2 separate regions of the Lactuca sativa genome follow, and region 2 is linked to region 1. A link is a contact called in public Hi-C data. All regions are on one chromosome and are shown on one strand. The core of a region is the stretch at or near the end of the contact, and the rest is flanking DNA. Distances in the headings are between cores, read along the strand shown.

What was found. A called contact is a pair of places that touch in the nucleus more often than the background predicts.
Region 2: a Hi-C map of leaf shows a contact between it and region 1, with 7 times the contacts expected there. The contact joins the promoter of LOC111920377 here to the promoter of LOC111882617 in region 1. A contact is called at or near these places in 2 of 4 Hi-C or Micro-C datasets (both in leaf).

What each region holds. Positions count from the first base shown.
Region 1 is chr9:3,355,545-3,361,331 of Lsat_Salinas_v11, reverse strand. It overlaps LOC111882617 (nifU-like protein 1, chloroplastic), which reads right to left and starts at 3,047. Exons shown (of 3, transcript XM_023878989.3): 1 at 2,640-3,047; 2 at 2,193-2,329; 3 at 1,723-2,103. The coding sequence starts at 2,961. The coding sequence ends at 1,912.
Region 2 is chr9:3,605,411-3,611,360 of Lsat_Salinas_v11, reverse strand. It overlaps LOC111920377 (galactinol synthase 2), which reads right to left and starts at 3,350. Exons shown (of 3, transcript XM_023915942.3): 1 at 2,867-3,350; 2 at 2,457-2,777; 3 at 1,824-2,373. The coding sequence starts at 3,184. The coding sequence ends at 2,011.

The DNA of each region.
Region 1 (5,787 bases), core at 1,798-4,297:
TCGAGGAAAATTAATAAGTGTTATATATGTAGTGATCCATCTCATAAAGTGGAAAATTGTACATTTGAGGAAAATATAAAAAGGGCTTATAATATTTTGATTCATAACAAAAAAATGGTTAAAGAAAGAAAATTCCTTAAATTGTCTTCCTACTGAATGTTATAACATCTTTAGTTCTGCTAAGTCCTCCGTTGTTAAATCCATTGCAAAATAGGTTAATAAAGCGGTTTAATTATTTGTAAGTGGTGCAGGTTCAAGAGCATATATGGTATCTCGACAGTGGATGCTCTCGACATATAACAGGATTCAAGTCTCTTCTGGAGGATTATGTGAAGAAGGATGGCCATGCAGTCACATATGGAAACACTAACAAAGGAAAAACAAAAGGTTTTGGTACAATCAAGTGTAAGTTTGTTCAGTTCTCAAATGTATCTTATGTGGAGGGTTTAAAGCATAATCTCATCTCAATTAGTCAGTTATTTGATGTTGACTATGAAGTTCATTTCAACAAGCATGAAGGAAGGGTCATTAATTCAAAAAAATTCATTGTTCTAGCGGTGAATCGTCGTAGTGACATTTATATTCTGCACATGTTCTCCGTTGATAACTCTCTTAGGTGTTGTTTCTTCTCTCATTCACAATCTTATCTGAACTGGTTGTGGCACAAAAGACTCCTTCATCTTAACTTTAAGGTTATATCTAAAATTGCTAATGATCGGTTTCTGAGAGGGATTCCTAAGATAATATTTGTTAAGTATAAAATTTGTGTTACATGTGAAAAAGGGAAAAAACCAAGTCTTCTTTAAAACAATGTTATGTTCTTCCATCACTGAACCATTTCATATTTTTCATATGGACTTATTTGACACTGTTCCCGTTGAGTCTCATGGTGGTAAAAGATACTCATTAGTCATTGTTGATGAGTTTTCAAGGTTTACATGGTAATGTTTTTATGCAACAAAAGGGATGAAGCTGATGAGATCATGTCCTTGGTCAAACAGAGTGAAGTGTTATATGATATGGAATTCAAGCAACTCATAAGTTCACGACACGGAGTTTAAAATGTAACTATAAACTCTACTGAAGGTTTTTGTGAAAAGAAACAAATTGTTCAAAATTTATCAGCCGCTAGAACTCTTGAGCAAAATGAGGTCACTGAACACCAAAACACCAAAACACAACTCTAAAAAGATAAGCCAAACACCCCCTTAATGTGAATTATAATTTAAAAACATCTCCTAAATCTTTTATTTCCAGCCGATTCAAAGAGGGAAAAAAAATCAAATGAAGTTATGGTAGGTAAATTAACTTGAAGTTGAATTAAAATGGATGATAGAAAAAGTTAAAAGAATCTTTTTAATTGGTTTAGACATTATTCAAAATTCCATCTCTCTGCAGCCATAAACATGACCCACTATAAGTATAATCCTTACCTTCAGAAATCGTTCACATGCTTTCCATGTGTTGCTACACAGACCCAATCAATGGCTCCTAGAAGGCTAGAATATCTCCATATAAATGATCGATATATCCTATTCTCGTTTCTAAACTTACACTAACTAAATATGTTTATCTTGAACTCATGTCTTTGACTAATACATAGATGTAATTATTTCATTAAATTAATCTAAATCATCTCATATGTAGATAATTAAACATCGAGTTTCTTATTTATAAGTTACATGAAAATATAAGCATCTCAATCATAAACTACAGATGCACTTAAACAGAGAAGCATACTTTGGCCAATATATATATTATAGTATGATGGTGTATATGCATATTTACATACGCAACAAACTAAGAGAAATAGAAATACATAAGGGTATATTTTTAGATTTAAGATACACCAAGAGTTTAGCTGCTTCTCCCATGAAGCTATAACAGCAACAGCAAGCAGCAACATAGAGTCTATGTGAAGAAGACATTCTGAATGTCTGGAAACTTCTCCTTGATTGCTGCTTTGACTCCCGATCCAATTGAGTCGGGCCCAGTATACTTGACAACGCATTCCCCATCTTCCACAGACACTGACACCACCTCCACACTTCCACCAAAGTTGGCTATGGCTGGTCTCAGTATTTCAAGATGCCCATTCACTGCCTGCAATTGCACACCATTCAATCTCATATATATTAATATCATTCCTATAAAACTATTCTTTACATACAACAACAATTCAAAAACTTTACCTCAACGCTTGTTGCAGCAGCTTGTTCATCAAATACTTGAACGATATCCTTCACAGCATCTCCGAATTTTTCTTTCAGCACTCTTTCGATCCCCATCTTCATGGTTGTTGTTGAGCTTGGACAGCTTCCACACGCCCCTGATTCAAATCATATTTCAATTGCTTACTTTTAAGGTGTGTTTGGATGTGCCTTTCAAAGGGGATAACCAGAATCGGGTCATTTTATCAGACTAACGCATTTAACAACTTTAAACCACAATTATTTGCATCAATTTCGTGTTCCAATGAAGATTCGTCTTATGAATGAGGCTAACATTGAGAAACCATACGTGTTAATCTATTAGGGTTAAATAAGAAATTCCTGAACAATGGAAATAGTAGATGAGTGCAATTCGTCAACCAGAAAATCGATTGAAATATGAGAAAGAAAAAAAGCCCTAAAACCAACCTTGTAGCTTAAGAGAAACGATGCCATCTTCAACGGATACAACGTCCACGTTTCCGCCATCGGCAATGAGGTATGGCCTCACGTCATCGAGAACGGTATCGACGTTTTGGGGAGTGAGTTCGAATTGCTGAGCAGAGTATAGTCCACCACCGGCCATGGCCTTGACGGTTATGATATACCTTTGACTTTGAGGAACCACCATCTGTATTCTGTTTCTGATTAGGATGGATACGGGTGAGGGAGTAACTTGGTTGTTGCTCTTTGTGAAGAACGACGTTTGGAATTGAGGATGAGACATCAGAATCGGTGTTGCTAATGCCATGGTTATTGGTTAGGTTATGACCACCCTACACCGCCGGGGAAGAATCCGTCACACCAAAGACGCCGTTTCTATAAAAATAAAAAATAAAATAAAAACTTCAATGCGATAAAGAAAAAAAGAAAAATACATAATTCACAATAATTCGAATTTATATCAAGGTTGTCAAGATCGGGATCTTACCTAGGATCGTTTTTGGGTTTGCAAGATCGGGATCGTAAGATCGGGATCGAGATCCTAAGATCCCACAAAATATAATATAATTTTAATTTATAATATTTAATCATGAAAAATATTTCAAACATTTAATTTTTCGTTCAAAAATTATAAGAACTTCAAAATATTAGTCATAAGTCACAATAAAAAATGATAAATGATAGATTGGTAAAGGGTAAAAGATATAAAGTGGTAACAAATATTCATTTGCAAAAAAAAAAGAAAAAAAAATCAAAGGAAGGTAGGATCGGATCGGATCTCGATCCTACGATCCTACCTACGATCTTACGATCCTACCTGCGATCCTACCCCAAATACGATTCTTTTACGATCCGGATCGTTTTTCACACCTAGGATCGTAGGATCGTACGATCCTACGATCAGGATCGCGATTTTGACAACCATGATTTATATACGCATATCCAAAATAATAATAATAATAATAATAAATAAATGTCAAATCTTCTAACCTAATAAAATAGTACAAAATTGCTCAGCCACCCCATCATCTTTTCCCGTCCAAATTATCAAACTGAAATTCCAATTCTGCCATTCTACCCTTTAAATCTCGGAAGGTATTACATTATTCAATCTATTCCCGCCTATTCCTTCTTAAATCCATTCCTGAACATTAAGGGTTTAAATTTAAATTAGAAACAATAGAAATATCCCAACAAATCAACAAAAATTAATGTAATTATTTGAATTGAGCAATATTAGGCAATAAATCAGCATATGTAATCTTATCATAAAGTTTGAAACGACAACCCATTTATTCCTTTCTTATATGCCTCATTCATTCACACATTTTAACATTCGTCTTCGTTCACTTTCTTGATCGATAATTTTTCATCTCTGCAAACTATTCACACATTTGAATCCTTCCGGTGAGTATAAAACAAATAATTGTTCACCGATTTCTGTTTATGTGATCTAAATTCTGTTGTTAATTTATATTTCTTTCTTCTTCTCCTTCTGTTACGATTATGATGTACTATCCTCTAAACATGTATGTGGTAAAGGAAAGGTATATACACGTTGTTAAAACACAAAAACACACACATAGACATACACAGTTTCCATAAGCATTTTGATTACGCTTTTTTTTTTCAAATCAGTCATTTTATTTTATCTAAAATACATTGTGTAAAAAGATTGTCGAAAGTATGTGGTGTGTTGATGTGTGTTTTGAAAGTAAATAGAAATATTGATTAAAAAAGGGCATATATCACATAGCATAAACACTAGAATTGGTAAAATAGTAATTTTCTTAAAGTGTGTGGCAAATTTCGATTAAGGAGGTAATAGATTAAGGAATGGAATATAAGTAATTATGCTCTACTTTGACAATAAGTTTTGATGTGTTTCTGTGTTCTAGTATGATTATTGTTGATTAAATTGGCATAAAGTTTATATACTTGCTGCACCAAAAGTTACTTTAATAGTTGTTGTTTATATGTTGTGTTAAAATAAAGTATATTTTTTTTCTTTTTTTCTCTACCTTAATATAACAATGTACTTTGAAATGATTTATGTCTTGCAACTATGAAACCTCCTGTCAAAGATATAACATGATTTAAGTGTTCCAAATGCATTAAATAGCAACCTAATTTATGTTACTGTCCAGATATAACATTATACTATGTATGGTGGTGTATATTATAGGATTGGGGGTATAATGGTCAGATTGAGTGTGTTCCTCTACTCAATCAATTTAGGGGATCAAACTTTATATAGTTGTACTTCCTGTGAATAAATACATATTTTTTTATGGCTTTCAAAAAAATGATGTTAATTTTTGTATACATATTGTTTCTTTTGTTTCAATAGTTGATTGTATGTAAAAATAACGACCATTTCTGGCATTTTTTTTTTTTTACATAGGTACAAACTCTGAATAAATATTAACTAATACTTTGGGTGATTTTTAACTTTGTTACTTTATGGTGGTTTATCTTTGTAAGTTCGATCACTTTTCTATGTTTTATTGACTACTAGAAAGTACAGATAATTATTAATGATATATGAATATACATGGGATGTTTTTCAATGGCCATGTTTATCTGTAATTCTATATTTGTTGTTTGACTATCTGATATACACCATTGCTCATAATTCGGTGTATGACTTAACCTTTAAACCTATGGGCATCAAATAATTAATTTTCTTATTCTTTTGTTTTTTGTTGCTTGTCTTTCTTTCATTTACATATTCATTGTTTTATTTATGTTTATGTGTTAAACTAAGAAAAATTTTGCCATTATTTTTTTAATAGAAAAAGGACATTTTTGCCTTTTTATAAAATCTTATAACAAATAACTTAATTTATGATTGGACAACCTACTTTTTGCATACGCTTATGTCAATATCCTGTGTAAAAAAAAACAAACAAGAAAAATGTCCTTATTTCTTTTACATATGAAATGACATTTTAATATAGTGACAATTTCTTTGTGTGTATTTGTTATACCATGAAAAAATGCCATTAAAAATATAATAAATAACTATCATTATTACTTTTATTTGTAATTTGTTGATTTTTCTGTATTTAACCGTTATTCCTCCCAAATTCAAGGTATCATTTAGGTATTATATTTTTATTTCACTATATTT
Region 2 (5,950 bases), core at 2,101-4,600, 250 kb before region 1:
CAGCCAAACTAAGCCCGAGAGGATTGATTTAAACCATATAGTGATTTATGCAATCTACAAACTCTGCCACACTCACCACGAGCAACGAACCTAGATGATTGCTCAATATAATTTTTTTTTTCATGTAAGTCACCATACATGAAGGCATTCTTCACGTCCAGTTGGTGAAGAGCCTGATCACAAGTAATAACTGGTTAGATTAAGAAGCAGATGTATGATACCTTAGCCACATGAGAGAATGTCTCAAAGTAGTATACACCATAAGTTTGAACATATCCTTTAGCAACCAACCATGCCTTCACACGAGTGACTTATCCATTTGGACAAACTTTTATCGTGAACACCAATTTGCAACTGATCGCCTTTTTACTCGTAGGTATGTCTAGCAAACCCCATGTATGGTTATTATCAAGAGCATAAATCTCATCAATCATAACATCCCACTATCCAGAATAGTTCAAAGCTTCACCAACTGTTTTTATAGAAGACAATTTGGCATAGAATACAAAAGAAGGTATATGGTAAGTACAAGAATGCTTACCCTTCCTTAGAGCAATGGGAACATCAAGATCATGATTTTGTGTATCAGAAGGAGTTAGATCATTCATGGAAAGATGAATATCATATGCAAAACTGCAGACAAAGATGGTATCATATGAAGATCTGTTGCAAGTTGTGGCAGTCTACTCTATACATGAAAAACCGACAGTTTGATAGACTCGTGATGTTATTTGGAGTTGCATGGTTAAGGAGACTCGAGAACATGTATGTTATATACCAACATTACATGTCACCAAAGACTACCATGTCGCGACATCACGTCACCTCAACCTCACGTAACCAAATAATATCATGCCAACTTGTCATGGGGCTTATTGCAAAAGTTAGAAAACTTAGTGAATAAAATGTAACAAAAAATAACTTAATGTCAAAATAGAACATTTATAATAACATAGTTACTTTTATGCAATTTACTATTACAAAAATTCTGATTTTGGTTAATATCCTTTTTGTAAATTCATTAGCGAAATGCAAAAATACAGATAATACGGCCCAAATGATGTTATTTTTACATGGAGAAATTAAATATCCTGCTACTATTTATATCTACTTATCATCCTACCATATCAAATGTTATGTGTCACAAATTTAATAAAATTAATAATATTTTGTAATTTCTCTTTTACACGGCATCACCAAGTTCCAACATTTGATTATAGCTCATTCCTATATATAGAACTTCCCATAACATGCCAAGTCGACAATTACACATTACATCGAAAAACAACGCATCACCAAAGAGAAGTCTATTCTTCTGAGAAGAAATTGTTATTCATTACGATTAATTTGTTTTCAGATAGATGTAGCCAAAATAGCATAATATCATTTTCTAAGTGTTTTCTTTTCTCATCATTTTCTCTGTGTTTTTATTTTCTAGCTAGTAGGTTTGCTTTATAAAATGTGGCCGTTCAAAGAAAAAAAAACAGAACACCTACCAAATTAAACTGCTAGTGTACATGGAAAGAGCACCTACAATTACAAAACCCCTCAACCTTGCTGAGCGCACGTATGATATATACTAAGAAAACGATCCATCAACACGACTAGGTGAAAAATACAAATCAATCAAACAAAAACTTGGAAAAGAAAATAACCTATTAACCCCTAAAGATTTTCTTAACACCCTCAGAAGTCACAATAAAAGACTTTACCAAATGAAAAGATTCTTGTCACATTCATCGAGCTTTAAAGATTGACATGAAGATCAGGACACAAGATCTTTTTTTCGGAAAAGAGTACACTAGATCTTGGTACCTCTGAACTTTAAACTTAACATTCCAATATTATTACGATTACGATATATAAGAACGAGAAAAAGAGAAATCAGCAAACCTTTTACCTCCTAATTTACATATCCATACAATCCATTATAAGAAATGGAGTGAAACCAACAACCCAAAACAAACTATGAGCAGTACATTATATATATATACTCGACGACCCGGCTAATTAAGCGGCCGAGGGCGCGCAGACGGGTACTTTAGGGTCGGAGATCAGTGCCGGCGATAAAACCATCTCACCATTATTAGTATTGTTGCTGCTGGCTGCCAAAATCGATTTTTTATTGCAATCTAGAGACTTGTCGTTATAAATATCCCACCATTTCTTCACAAACATCTTTATGTCCTCCCTCTGCATGTTCTCTTCTTCTCCAGTATACCTCCATGGCTTTGATCCAGCAGCACAGTAATGAACTACTTTCACTTCATCAACATCTACATTTTCTGGATGCCGCCACAACATCGCAAGAACAAGATTGTACACCAGAGGGATTGGCTTGTAGATATCCTTGAAGTACATGTTCAAAAAATCCTGCAATTAATTAAGACGAATTTTGTTAATTAGTTAATCACAATCACCGGAAGATTTGTTGGCAACGACTATTAATTACGTACCTGTTCAGCGAAAGGGGTGGGAGGGGTCACGCTGAGGGTCTTTAGCAGATCATCATAGGTAGTGATACTTGGTTCAAAAACAAACATGCCGGCGTTGAAGAAGAGAGACGGTTTCGGACCCATGTCGGCCGGCCACTGGACCTTCTCCGGAGACTGCTGGCAATACCCAATCTGGTATTGCAGCGAATGGCTCCACGTCTTCTCGCAAAAACAGTCCATCACCGCGTAAAAGTGGCCGTCCGGCAGGTCAAACAGATGGTCAATGTTATCAAACACCTGGATATCTCCATCCAAGTATATCATCTTCCCGTACTCCACAAACTGCAACATAAAACTAAAAGATTCAATCCACGTGCGAAATCATATTAATGCCACGTATGAAATGTAAAAGAGACACGTGTAACCCATACCTTCCAGATGCGGAGCTTGGAGTAGTTGATGACGTAATACGCCATGGCGAATTGAGTCTGACTTTCCGGTGGGTAAACTGGTTCAATTTCTATAACGATGCAACCTTGAGACTCCAGGATACGACGGTGCTCCTCCGGAACGTCGGGAAGAACCACCACGACAAGAGGATACGCGGAGTTAACCTTCCTTAACCCTTTGGCCAATCCGACGACACCCTTTATGTAGTCGCCATTTCCTGCCAAGAACGTTATATACGCCCTCTTCTTGGAATTCGAAGCCGTTGGTATTATATCAAGATTCACGGCTGCCGGAGCCATTCTTGAACAACTGAGAAACAAGGGAAGCAAGGATTCAAGAAATTAAGAGAAGTGAAAAGCAGGTAGAAGACTGATTTAAGGTTGTGGAGGAAGGAGGTAGTTATATAAGATAAGTGGCAATACAGGTTAAGTTTACTCAACCGGAATCCTGTAATCGGTTTACACGTAGCAATGGTTGTGATCGTACGGTGCAGAGATGGTTACCGAGAAGTTTCTCGAGAAAGAGACAACGGGAGAATTCAGAAGTAGTGTAGAGTAGTTTGGAACAGGCTAGAAGGTCTGGGATCATATATGTTTGACTTGTGTCGGTGCACCCTGTATCCTCGTTTCCTAGGTTTGATTAAATTTAGTATTTAAAATTATGAATAACTTTTGTAACAAAATTAAATATGTCGATCATGTTCGAAAATAAAAAGAATATAAGGTTCTTAAAATGGATGTTCGAAAATAAAAAGAATACATGGTGGAACCAATGTCGTAAAAATCCCGATTATGTCCCGATTAATCCCTAGGCGCTACTCGACCGATTAGAGGGCGTCTAGCGATTAATCCTTACATACACAGATGAGTGAAACAATAGAGACTAATGAAATTTTAACACTTTGAAGAAGTTATATCTCAATAGAAACCTTTTGAGGTACTATTAATGTTGTATTTATCATACTAACCTATTTTGTTATGATATCAGTGGTATTTACGAACTTTTATATGATATTAGTCATATTTAATTTTTTAAAATCTAACAAATTAGCAATTAATGGTCCCGGATTAATCCCCTGAATAATCTCCGCCTAGCCGATTAATCTCTTAACCCCAGTCCACCGACTAGCTAACGTCGAACGATTTTTACAACTTTGGGTGAAACTAAATTGTTTGTATTTTTGAATTAAAAAATCATAAAGTTTGCAGACTACCTCTGCAATTCTTTTTAACGAAAAAGTAGACTAAACTGCAACAGAATGTAGTAAGAAGTGTGTTTGTTTTTTTAACATCTACATACTGCTGCAGATATTAAAAAATTAAAATAAACTGATTTTATAAACCGAATTAGTCTTACAATAATAATTTGAAATTAAATTCATACAACCACACTTCAATAATTCTTATTCCATATTTTACATTAACTACTCGACAATTTCATCCCATATCTGGATCAAATATATTCATGGTCCGATGCAGTACCATGTGTTGGAATCTCATATTCATCATCATCAACGTCTATATTGTTATTTTGAACCGAGACATTTGGTTTATCATATCGTGTAAAATGTTCATCACGTAGTCCTTTTCTTATAATAGCATGAAGCGCGAAACATGCAAGAGTAATTATGCTTTCAAGACACCAAAAACACGCTCAATGACGTTCTGAAGTTTTTCATGTACATGGTTAAAATTTTCTTTATTGGTTAATGCACGTATTTGACGAAAATCTCCAAGCCAGTACCTCACATTACGATACGGTGCCATAAAACCTCGAATGTGTGCATAAGCGACATCACAAATATAATATTTATCTGTAAAAATGCAAAAAAAAAATCATTTAATTTAAGATAAAACTATTTAAATAATCATAAACTTACTTGATTGTGGAAACGAGAATGGTGCATGTGGATTTTCTAATGCTTCTGATAATATTCTAGAATCATATGCTATCCATTCCCAACTGGCCACAACAAACGCAAAGATCATGTTGAAGTCACAAATTGCCAATACATGTTGATAACAATCGTCTTTCCCCTACTTCTATATAAATCTCGTTTGTTGGCAGAGACATGTATCAAAGTGCCATCAAGTGTACTAACTGCTCATTTGAAAACCCGTCATAGCCTCCTATTATGTCCAGAATGTTTGGATTCAGATTAAAAGAAGTTGGTGCTATGATGCCGTGTGTGAAAAACAACATTTTGTCAAACACTTCATGAAAAAAATTATGAATTGTTTGCTTTGAGTGTTGAAATCTTCGTTTGATAATCACGTAACGTTGGTTATGACCGATCATCATATAAAACATAGCCATCTTTTCCTCAACCGATACATGTTTGCTATCCTTTAACGCGTAATTTACTCTAAAATGAGCACATAGTCACACAAAAGATTCATGGGACATGCGTAATACTTCAACACATTGTAAAGGATTACAGTGAAGTAACTCTAAAGTAAATTCATGTCCTGTCATTTTCGAATCATTGTCCCGCACTCGTTTCACACCAGTCTTCCAAAAATAGCGGACGTACAAGTACATTAGAATTATGAGAAGTATCTTCTTGCTGTCATTCATTAGGAACCTATTAATCAACATAAGTACCAAATAACAAAAGATTCAAGTACCAGATAACATAACATAAAGTTGAAGTACCAAATAACATAACATAAAACTCAAGTACCAAATAACATAAAATTCAAGTACTAAATAACATAATTAAAATTGAAGTACCAAATAACCAAATTATGATAGCAAAAACATAATCACGTAGTTCCAACACATGCAATTAAACCTCAACAACACAAATATGTAAACCTAATGGAAAATCCTTCCACCCTTTAAAACTCCTAAACTTGTAGCAGTCATCTCGATCCATCCTCTTAATATATGTGGATCATTAGGCAAATTTACCCACATATCTCTCATACTCATGGTCCCTGCAAAAATGTTATATACAACAAATTGTAGAGGGTCAACTGTGCCTAAAATCTAAATCAAGCAACTCTAACTTCTCTAAACATTGAGGAATTGTTATCCTTTAAGTCAAATGTCGTAGAGCTTTT